Linked DNA regions of Culex pipiens: region 1 is linked to region 2. Evidence: chromatin contacts called from public Hi-C data. All regions are on one chromosome and are shown on one strand. Each heading gives the region's core, a stretch centred on a gene start, on an enhancer-like site or on the middle of the called end of the contact. The rest is flanking DNA. Distances are from core to core; before and after follow the strand shown.

Region 1 (5,469 bases), core at 633-3,132, 130 kb after region 2:
CGCTGGGACAGCACCTCTGAGCTGAGCGGAATTCCGCTGTTCGTGCCCGTCTCCGCCACCACGTCCTGGTCGATGATCTTCCTCGGCGCGGTCACGCTGCCACACTGTAGCTTCCCGAGCGAGTTTTCAAACTGCAACGGCGTGTAGTTTCGCGCCGGCACCTCCTTTATGTCCGCTCCGCTCTTTTCCGAGTTGCGCCGCTCGCGGCCCATCAACCCGTTCCGCTGGAGCATCTGCTGCGAAAACGGATGGTAGAACGTGTTGTCCTTGTGCGCTTTGCTTTCCCGCTCGTTTTCGCCCTTCTGGCGCTCCTTCCGGTCGCGAAACACGCAAAAGTAGTAATCGTTGTAGTAAGGCGTGTCCTTGTTCAGCTGCGACAGCTGAATCCCCAGCAGCCACTGCTTGTCCCGTTCGCTCATCAGGTTCGCGTACTCGTCGTACTCGCCAGACCTGTTCAGCTTGCCCCGGTGATGCTGCATCTGCTGCTGGTTCTGGTGGTAATTTTGCCGATTATTGTGCTGCTGGTAGCGATTCTGGCCCTGCTGATGCTGCTGCTGACGGTGCTGGTTCAGCATCGGATGGTTTTGCTGAATCTCCTGAACCAGCCGTTGGTTGAAATTCGCGTGGCTCTCTCCTCCCGGGAAGTTTGGCGGCGGAACATTCATCGAAAACGGCGGCGGAACGTTCGTCTGGAGCAGGTGCAACGGTGGCAACGGGGGAACCATGTTCAACGGCGGCGGAAAGTTCACCGGAATCGTCAACGGCGGCTGGTGATTCATCATGCCGGGAAATCCGGGCGGCGGACGGGGCAGTCCCATGCCCGGATGAAACGGCGGCAGCTGCTGGGGAACTTCCGGCGGCATCGAGTGCTGCGCCTGCTGCTTGATCATGTTCTGCTCGATCTCCTCCACCGAACAGATGCGCATCTGGGCCGGGTTCGGCAGCGGAAAGTTGGGCGGAAGACCGACAAAGGGACCACCTAAAACAAGCAAAAATGTTAACAAATTCCCTCTCTCACAAAATCTCCCCACCCTTACCTGGTCCCCCGCCTATCCTCTGATGGTGCTGCTGCTGCTGCATCGCCGCCATCAACGAACTCTGCGGATGGTGCTGCTGCTGCTGCATCGCCGGATGTGGCAACTGCGGCCGCGGCGTCTCCGGCTTGCTCGGCATCGTCCACACGCTCGGATCCAGCTGCAATCTCGCCTCCGACTCGTTATCATCGTCCAGCTCCAAATTATCAATCCGAACGCTGGAAAAGTTCATATCCAAGTCCGAATCCGGCCCCGAATCGCCATCTCCGCCCTCCCGCTGATCCAACCGAACCATATCCTCATGCAGCTCCTCCCAGTCCCCCTCCCGTGCCTGCCCAAACGTCTCATCGTTCAGCGCATCGTACTCCTCCTCCGAATCATCCGGACCGCCCCCAATCCCCCCGCCTCCGTCATCCTCCACCGGAAGATGCGTGTCGAACCCAAAGAAGGAATCCGTCATTGTGGCAGCAGCGTCCTCGGTCCCGAATCCCAACCAGCGCGGACAAATTGCGCCCAACCGCTTTGTTTACAAACCGCCGCCAAGTGGCCACTCCGTCCTCCTCCGCAAGACACAACCTTTTGGCACTTTCGTCGTCGAAACCACAACACCACACGGCAGCTAGAAGAGAAATTCCACATCAAAACCATCGCCCCGCGAGGAAACTACCGCCGGACCCCGGCCAAACTCACCCTTGGTGGCGCGGCCACGGATTAAAAACGGAAAAACAAACAGGGAATCGCGGGTGCGCGCACCAAAAAGAAAAACAATTAGCGATGAGATGGAGCAATGCTACGAAATTCCGACGACGACGACGTTTGACGTTTACGCGGCCCGCGAGCGGCGCGACGGCGATGACAGCAAGATGACAGTGCCGACCAGTGATGGCAGATCCGGTGGGAATTTATAATGTTTGTGGTGAGAGAAAAAAATAAAATTAAAATTTGTACATAAATTTTATTAGTGTATCCCGTTCACTTTTTACCGTTAACTTAAAATAAGGAAAGGACTTGGTGAAGGATCTTGGAGTTTTGTTTAGAATTGAAACATAAAAAATGGTTAAAATTACAAATCATTGAAAAATTAAGAAACTATCAACTTGCAGCACTGACAATCGCGTGGCGCACAAGCATGCAAAGGGAACGCGGTGAAAGTGAAATAACACGCGTAGGGAACTTTTGAATTTGTTAGCTTCGACGCGCGTTTATTCTCAAATGTTTGCAAATCAATGAATCAGTGGCGAATGATTAAAATTTAACAATAAACTTGAGGTGTTATTGAATCCTTTAAAATCGGAGGGGTTAATGGTTGTTACTAATGAATATTATTTTCCACCGTCATCATTTTGTTCCATATTACGTATTATTTTTGCCGCTGAATAGTTTTCCACGCTTTCACTTTTTTTTCGTAATCTTAAAATTTTCATTTTTTGATTTGGATGAAACTTTGTCCATGCATTCCTTATGCCAAAAGAAGTCATTTTGCATAATTTTTAGTTTTTCCATACAGGTTTCCGTATAATTTTGGGTATGAAAATGCATGAAATTCTGCATCTCGGGAAGAGATTTTCTGATCGATTTGGTGTCTTCGGCAAAGTTTTAGGTTAGGAATTCGAGCCTAGATCGACTCGAGGCTCGAGCCAAAATTCTCGCTGTGTTTTCGGAAAAAAATGGGTACACGGAACAAAAATCTAATTTTTATTTAACTTTTTAGCGACGCAAAATTTAAATCTTCGAACGAAAAATCATGGCAATGATGCAAGTTTTCACGTTAAGATCTTTGAGTGCTTTTTAATTCGAATACGTTCAAATTAGCATACATTCTGTACGTATTTTTGATTTTTTTATATATATGTTAAGGGTTCTTCTTGAAAGAACAGCGCATCTGAAAAAAATATTTTTGAAAAGCTGAGTAAATTCCAACAATTGGGTACTAAAGCCCTATGTCAATTTTTATGTACCACGGTAAATAACACGATTAAAAACAATTTCTGATCACTTTTCTTCATTTTAATGCAAAATTTTTTTTTGACTAGACAACATTTTTTCGATGGATCAACTATGGTCCCCTTGGAACGAGCTGTCAAGTAGGAACTTTTCTGTCAAGAAGGACCGCGAGGTTAATGATTTAAAATTGATTTAAAAATCCATTTTAAACTCTTTGTGGTCGTACAAAGGTTCATTGTACTCAGAAAAATAAGCTTTATCGCTGTAAACAATAATATCAGCAATCTAAGCTTCATTTTAGGACCCAATTTACTGTTTCTGAGAAACAGCCTTCCAAAGAATCCTAAGAGTTCTAAGTGTTAAGCGGTATACGCACTTCGGAAGGAACCGGTCAAGAAAAAAATCAAATGGGCAGCAGCGGCAGCGCAAGCAAGTCAGAGAGGGTGAAGAAAAGCCCCAAGAAATCACTCCCTCTCCTTTGTTCTGCTGTTCGTAAAGCTGTTTCTTGACCCCTTTCCTTCCGATCTGCATACTAACCTTTAGCCGGTAATTTTTATTTTGGAAACTATTGGTCCGATTTTCAATGTTAAAGGATGAAACTTTTGCAAAATTGTCTGATCTTTTCAATGAAAATATTTCAAAAATTGTATAATTAAGTCTACACTATAAAATAAGGAAAATTATATATTTGTAGACCTTTTCTAAATTTTTTTAAATGAAAAAAAATAATATTTTTTTAAAAAGATCAGCAATATAAATGTGTAGATTTAAAAATGGAACCAATCTAGGAACCAATAGTTTCCGAGACATGGTCAGTTGAAAATTCAGGCTAACAAAAAATATATTTCTAAAGGTACTTTTCTTACAGGAAGTATTTTTAAATTGGGTACTAAAGCCCTATGTAAATTTTTATGTACAACGGTAAAAAACACGAATAAAAAACATTTCTGATTACTTTTTTTCATTTTAAAGCAAAAATTTTTTTTTGACAAGACAACATTTTTTCGATGGATCGACTATGGTCCCCTTGGAACGAGCTGTCAAGTAGGAGCTTTTCTGTCAAGAAGGACCGCGAGGTTAATTTTTCAAAATTGATTTAAAAATCCATTTTAAACTCTTTGTGGTCGTACAAAGGGTCATTGTACTCAGAAAAATAAGCTTTATCGCTGTATACAATAATATCAGCAATCTAAGCTTCATTTTAGGCCCCAATTGCAAAAAAATGGTACATTTTCTTTAAAAAAAACACACAAAGTCAAGCACAAAGTTCTTTTCGATTGCAAATTCAATTTGCTTTAAAAAATGTTTTTTAAACAATTTTTATAATCCAGGTTTTTGATATTTTCCAAAAATCTCACGACCTTTATTTAATTTATGGTCTTTTGAGAATTTAATTTAATGTTAAATAAAAATAAATATTTTTTCTGTGTACATAATTAACAATTGATTTCAATCATTTTGCTATATCAAAATCCCAGTAAATACTAAGTGTTTTTTTTTAAAGAAATGTTCAATTCTGGGTTTGAAAATTAAACAAATAGAAAAACCCGATTTAATATCACCAGATGTGAAATAGAGCCTTTCTTACAAAATGATGAAACTCCGAGAAATAAATTGGTGCAATTATTTTTTAAAAAACATAATGATACCATCCAGTGAAAATTTTACCTAAAGCTTCGAATCTTTTAAGGCTAAACCTCAAATGCCATTTTTTTTAATTTCAGAAGTACATTATTTGTCGCAAGACATTTAAATTTAATTAAGAAAAACTTATTGGATTGACATTATTAGAAAAAAATAAAGGGTACTCAGTCTATAATGTTAGTCTATGATTAACTTAAAAAAAATATGTATCGCTATTGCACTTTGTCGATCAATTATGAGAAGCCAGAAAGAACACTTTCACGCGCAGCGTAAAACGAAAATAAATAAAATAAATAAAACGAAATAAAATAAATAAAACGAAATAAATAAATAAAATAAATAAAACGAAAAACACTAAAATCGCTATATCTCTGGAAATACATTTTGGAAAAGCTTCAAATTTTGGGCCCAAACAGTTTATGGCGCATGTTTTCGAATGGCTTTTTGTTTGAAACTGAATTCTTTAAATTTGATAGTGTTATCTGTAAAATAGTCCAAAAAATACCTCTAAAAATGGCTTTGACCACATTTACTGGTCGAAAATTGTGCATCGAAAAATAAAATGTTCGTCTCCGACCCCACGGCTACAGATCTGGCTTTTAAAAATGGTGGGTTTTACGAGCGGTTTTCCAGTGATGGAAGACACACATTTTTAAGAGCGGATACAGACATCGGCCATGTATTTCAGAAAAAGAGCTCTCAAAAATCAGACTTTGAGTTCCGGGTTTCGGGCGAAAATTCAATCGAAAGAGCGCATCTAAACCTTCAATTTAGTAATAGGATTTTTTCCTGGGACGAATCCTCGCCGTGCACGAATTTTTTTAGATTTCTGAAAAAAGCGTTTTTC
Region 2 (5,435 bases), core at 2,783-5,282:
TACGCTGGAGGCCAAAGACGTCCGCTGGCCAACCTCCCTCGGAGCTCACGGTTCGGATGCGATGGTTTGTTCTTTGATTGAGCATTGTTAAGTTTTCGGTTTAATCTTGTATTGATAATTTTCAGCACACTGACCCGGATTACTCTTGTGTTTACGTTACGATACGAACTTTGGAGGGAACCTACGGCAATGGACTAACGTTTACTTTAGGTTTGAGTTAAACAATTTTACTTAATTTATAAGAATTTAAATAATTTATAATAATAAACAGGTCGCGGAACGGACATCGTTCTGCTGGCGGTAAAATCGCTGAAGAAATTCGTCGAAAATCGCACCACGGCCAGCATTTACGGCAACTTTGCCAAATTTTGGCGCGAAATCACCAGCGAATCGCAGCTGCGCTGGATCGGACCGGAAAAGGGCGTCACCCATTTGGCGGTGGCCGCCATCGTCAACGCGCTGTGGGATCTGTGGGGTAAAATCCGGGGCGTTCCGGTGTGGCGACTGCTGACCGAGATGGAACCGGAGGAGCTGGTCTCAACGATCGACTTCCGCTACATTACGGACGCAATTACACCGCAGGAAGCGGTTGCCATCTTGAGGGAGGGTAAAACGGGCCAGCGGGCGAGAATCGATGAGCTGGTGGCGAACGGGTATCCAGCGTACACCACGCAGGTTGGGTGGATCGGTTACAGTGACGACCAGATTCGGTCCCTGTGCCGGAAGTATCTCGAGGCGGGTTTCACCGCGTTCAAGATCAAAGTTGGGCAGGATTTGGAGAACGACCGGAAGCGGTGCCGGCTGGTGAGGGAGGAAATTGGGTGGGAGAACAAATTGGTGAGTTTGAGCTTTCTTAAATTTTTATAAAATTCTAAATTTGTTTTTTTTTAAAGATGGTTGATGCCAACCAAGTTTGGGACGTGAACACCGCCATCGACTGGATGAAAAACTTGAAAGATTTCAAACTGCTGTGGATTGAAGAGCCGACGTCGCCGGACGATGTCCTTGGCCACAAGGCGATTGCTGACGCTTTAAGGTTTTTTTAAATTTAGATTTTAAGAAAAAATATTTAAAATAGTTAATTTCTGTATAGACCTCTAGGAATCGGCGTCGCTACCGGAGAGATGTGCTGCAACAGAGTCATGTTCAAACAATTCCTTCAAGCTCAAGCCTTGGAGTTTTGCCAAATCGATTCGGCAAGAATCGGTGGCGTTAACGAAATCTTGTCCGTCTATCTGATGGCGAAGAAGTTCAACAGTAAGTTCCTTATTCTTTTTTTTTATTCTTTATTATAGAGTTTTTCAGCCGGAGGCTGGTTCAACAGTAAGTTCCTTAACTCTTTTTCGGAAATTTAAATTTTCAATGTTTTTCAAACAGCAAAAGTCTGTCCGCACGCCGGTGGAGTCGGATTGTGCGAAATGGTGCAGCATCTGCAGCTGTGGGACTTTACGTCCGTTTCCGGTACGATGGACGGGCGAATGGTGGAGTTTGTGGATCAACAGCACGAACAGTTCCTGCATCCGGCTACGATAAATGCGAAGGCGTGTTATGTGGCTCCGGTGGCGCCTGGGTACTCTACGGAGCTGAAACCGGAAGCGGTGGAGCAGTACGAGTACCCTCGTGGAACGGAGTGGCAGCGGATGTTTGATGAGGGGGTTTTTGCGAGGGAAGTTTGAAGAATTCTGGATTTTTGAAGAGATTAAATTTTCTGCTTTTTTAGTAATATTTGTATTGTTATTTTATTGGATGACTTTCCCTTATAGCCTTGTTTTAAAGTTTAAGTAATTTTACATCAACTGGAAAAAAAACTCCATATTAATGCAAACTCAACATAAAATAAAACGTAACATCTTGGATGTAAATACCGCTAAAATTTAAAATAAATTTGGATTGTTATTATTTTCAATATTGAAATTTAATTATTTAAAAAGAAAGCTTTGTAAACCACAGGGTTGTTACGGAAACGTCGAGAAAAAATCCGCGCCAGATCCGCGCCGACCCCAAACCCAATCCGCGCCATATAAAAAAAAATCGCGACAAACATAGAAGAGAGTAACATAATGAATGAAATTTTAAACGAAAAAAGAATAATACAGAAGGCATTTGGATAAGTACCGTTGATCAGTTGTGGATTCATATCCCACTTGTACCAAATGGAACCTTTTTTGCCATTTCTGAAACAATATTAGCATTTTTTGCAACACTTTAAATATCGTTGCTTTAAAAACAAATTCAGGAAAAAAAATAAATTCGAAAATTTTAAAAAAATTAATGCCATAAAATAAATCACCAAATTATAAAATTTAGGTATTTAGTGCTTAGTGAATTATCTCGCTAAAACTTTACTCTGGAAAATCGAAACACGAAATTTCTATTACTTTCTTCTCTAAATTTCTCTAAACTAAAATATGACTCTGAAAATGATCCGAACTAAGAAAATGGCAAAAAAAAAAAATTAATAATTTAATAATTTAAAATTTAATAATTTAATAATTTAATCATTTATTAATTTAATAATTTATTAATTTAATAATTTAATAATTAAATAATTAAATAATTAAATAATTTAATAATTTAATAATTTAATAATTTAATTATTTAATAATTTAATAATTTAAGAATTTAATAATTTAATAATTTAATAATTTAATAATTTAATAATTTAATGATTAAATAATTTAATAATTTAATAATTTAATAATTCAATAATTTAAAAATTTAAAAATTTAATAATTTAATAATTTAATAATATAATAATATAATAATTTAATAATTTAATAATTTAATAATTTAATAATTTAATAATTTAATAATTTATTAATCTGAAAATTGAATAATTTAATAATTTAATAATCAAATAATTTAAAAATTTAATAATTTAATAATCAAATAATTTAAAAATTTAATAATTTAATAATTTGATAACTTAAGAACTTTCTTAAAAAATTAAAAATTAACAAAAAAATCAATTGTAATATTTTCGTAAATTTTCAATTTAATAATTCGTACTTTTTTACGTTTTTTGAGTCTGTAAGTTTTGACAATTTCAAATTATGAATTCTATTTTTTTTATTATTTGAATATGTAAATTCTGAAATTTCAAATTGTTGAATTCCAGATTTCTTATTTTTTTAATTTTAACATTACATTTCGCTTTTAACGGAGATTTTAGCAGATTTCTAAGTGGATTTCGTCATGTTGTGATAATGGAGCATTTCTTTTTCTACAATGTATTTCTTATGGAGCGAACTGTCAAAAACTGCTCGACTGCGGGTGCTCCATTGGGAGTAGAATCAATTCTACCTGAATCAGAGTGGCAACAGAATTTTTATTTTTTTCAATAAACCAAAAATTTAAAAATTTAAATTTTTATATTGAAAAACATAGAAAATCTAAAAAGTTTCATAGCTTCAAATTTTTAAAATTCTGTAATTTTTCGAATTTTGTTCTTTTGATTTTAATGAAATTTGATATTTATTTGAATTGTAAGGCAGATGTTTTAAAAATAATGAGTTGTAATGTTATGTTGAATTTATATAACAAATCTCAATACATTAAAAAATCGCTACTTGAAGATTATTTCAAAGTTTCATATTAAGAAAAAAAAAAACAATCAATGATTTTTAGAAGAAAATTTTAATCATTAACAACTTCTTAGAATCTTATGTTTTCGCACTCAACGAAAAGAATTAATTTATTTAATTCCTAATAATATTTTCCTTTGTAATTTGAAAGAAATTCTATCGTTCTCAATTATTTTATTTATCAAAATTGCTATCCGCGCGAAATCCGCGCCTGAGTAAAATTAGCCAGCAAATCCGCGCCAGATCCGCGCGATACGCGCCATCCGCGCCATCCGCGCGATCCGCGCCGTCCGTAACAACCCTGAAACCAAGATCGAAAAATCTGTGACACTCTAAAATGTCTGTACATCTCTGCTTGTACAGCTTACACCACAGTTCGTTTCGTTTCAAACCGTTTCACAACAAAACTGTTTCAGTACGTCATCGAGTCGGTTTGGCGCGCAAATCGTTGAACCAGCATTTCCAGAAGCAAATCGGACCGATTTCATGTTATCATAGTTCTGTCGTAATTTTAACGATTTTGTAACAATTTCTTGATAAATCGTGCCAGCGATCACAGCCCCAGAATGCCGTTCAAGCGTTCCAACATGCGGTACGGCCACATCATAGGCTACACCGGCGTCACGTACCAGGACGATGGCGAGTGAGTATTTTAGATTACTCGGAAGATCTTTGGGCTAATTTGTGTCCAACATTCCAGCCGTATCATCTCGATCGGCCAGGACGGCGACATCCGCATCTGGGACGGGGTGTACGACGAAGACCCCACGACGTCCTGCCTGGCGGAGAGCATCTGGGCGGTGCTGCACAGCGGGTCGCGGATTTTGGTCGCGACCGATCTGAACACGGTCCAGGCGTACAAGTACCCGGAGCTGGAGAAGGACGGCATCGAGTTTCGGTTCACGGCGTTCGTGACGAGCTTGGCGCGGAACGAGCGCTTTCTGGCGGCGGGTTCGGAGGACGGGACGATCAAGGTGAAACCGGTCGACGGGGACGAGTTCGAGCTGGGGGGGCTGGATGGGCCGGTGCTGAGTATGGACGTCAGTCGGAAGGATCTGCTGGCGGCGAGCTGCGGGGATGGTCAGCTTAGGATTTGGAAGCTGAACGGGAAGGATTTGGTGCAGACGTTTGGTGGGCTGAGGAAGGTGAAGAGCTTTGAGGGGAACGTTTTGTACGGCACTCCGGCGTTTGAACCATCGCGGGGTCATTTGCTGGCGTACCCGAAAGATCAGGGAATCGTGGTGGTCGACACGAGCTCTTGGGAGCAGCGAAAGGTGCTAAAACATCCGAAAATTTCGGCAAATTTTTCCAGATGTGCATTTTCTCCGCGGGGGGATTATTTGGCCGCCGTAACGGAGAAGGGTGACATTGCCATTTGGGAGTACAAGACGGAGCAGCTAATTGAGGGGGAGGTCGCTGCATCGGAACCACATCCAATCATTGGTTTGGCGTGGCATCCGAAGAACAACGGAGAGCTGGTGATTTGCGACGATCAGGGCCAGGTTGGGGAAGTGAAGGATGTTTTTGAGTCGCTGGATGACGGAAATGATTTGATGGAGATGGCGGAGAGGGAAGCGAACGGGGACATGGAGCTGGACAATGATATGGACGTCGAGGACATTTATTCAAAGTGTAAGTTAGATCTTTATTGTTAACAGGAAACACTCTTATTTTGACGCTTTGTTTACTTCTAGACGTCGCAGGTGAGAAACCCGTCGAGGACGAATCCGACGACGATGACGAGAACACAATTTCGGTGAACAAGCTCAAGAGTCAGTACATGCTGCCGGAAGCGGACGATGACCTGCTCGTGGATATGCTGGGCAAGGCGAAAGCGGAAGATCACGACGA

The links. A called contact is a pair of places that touch in the nucleus more often than the background predicts.
Region 1: a contact with region 2 is called in a Hi-C map of embryo, with 8 times the contacts expected there. The contact joins the promoter of LOC120426208 here to the promoter of LOC120426403 in region 2. A contact is called at or near these places in 2 of 3 Hi-C or Micro-C datasets (embryo and whole body).

What each region holds. Positions count from the first base shown.
Region 1 is chr3:27,717,469-27,722,937 of TS_CPP_V2, forward strand. LOC120426208 (protein PAT1 homolog 1-like) reads right to left here and starts at 1,883. Exons shown (of 3, transcript XM_039590919.2): 1 at 1,725-1,883; 2 at 1,038-1,653; 3 at 1-979. The coding sequence starts at 1,494.
Region 2 is chr3:27,582,595-27,588,029 of TS_CPP_V2, forward strand. LOC120426403 (WD repeat and HMG-box DNA-binding protein 1) reads left to right here and starts at 4,033. Exons shown (of 6, transcript XM_039591163.2): 1 at 4,033-4,227; 2 at 4,285-5,216; 3 at 5,279-5,435. The coding sequence starts at 4,151. It overlaps LOC120426021 (mitochondrial enolase superfamily member 1-like), which reads left to right. Exons shown (of 6, transcript XM_039590700.2): 1 at 1-64; 2 at 126-210; 3 at 272-837; 4 at 894-1,036; 5 at 1,094-1,257; 6 at 1,378-1,725. The coding sequence ends at 1,676.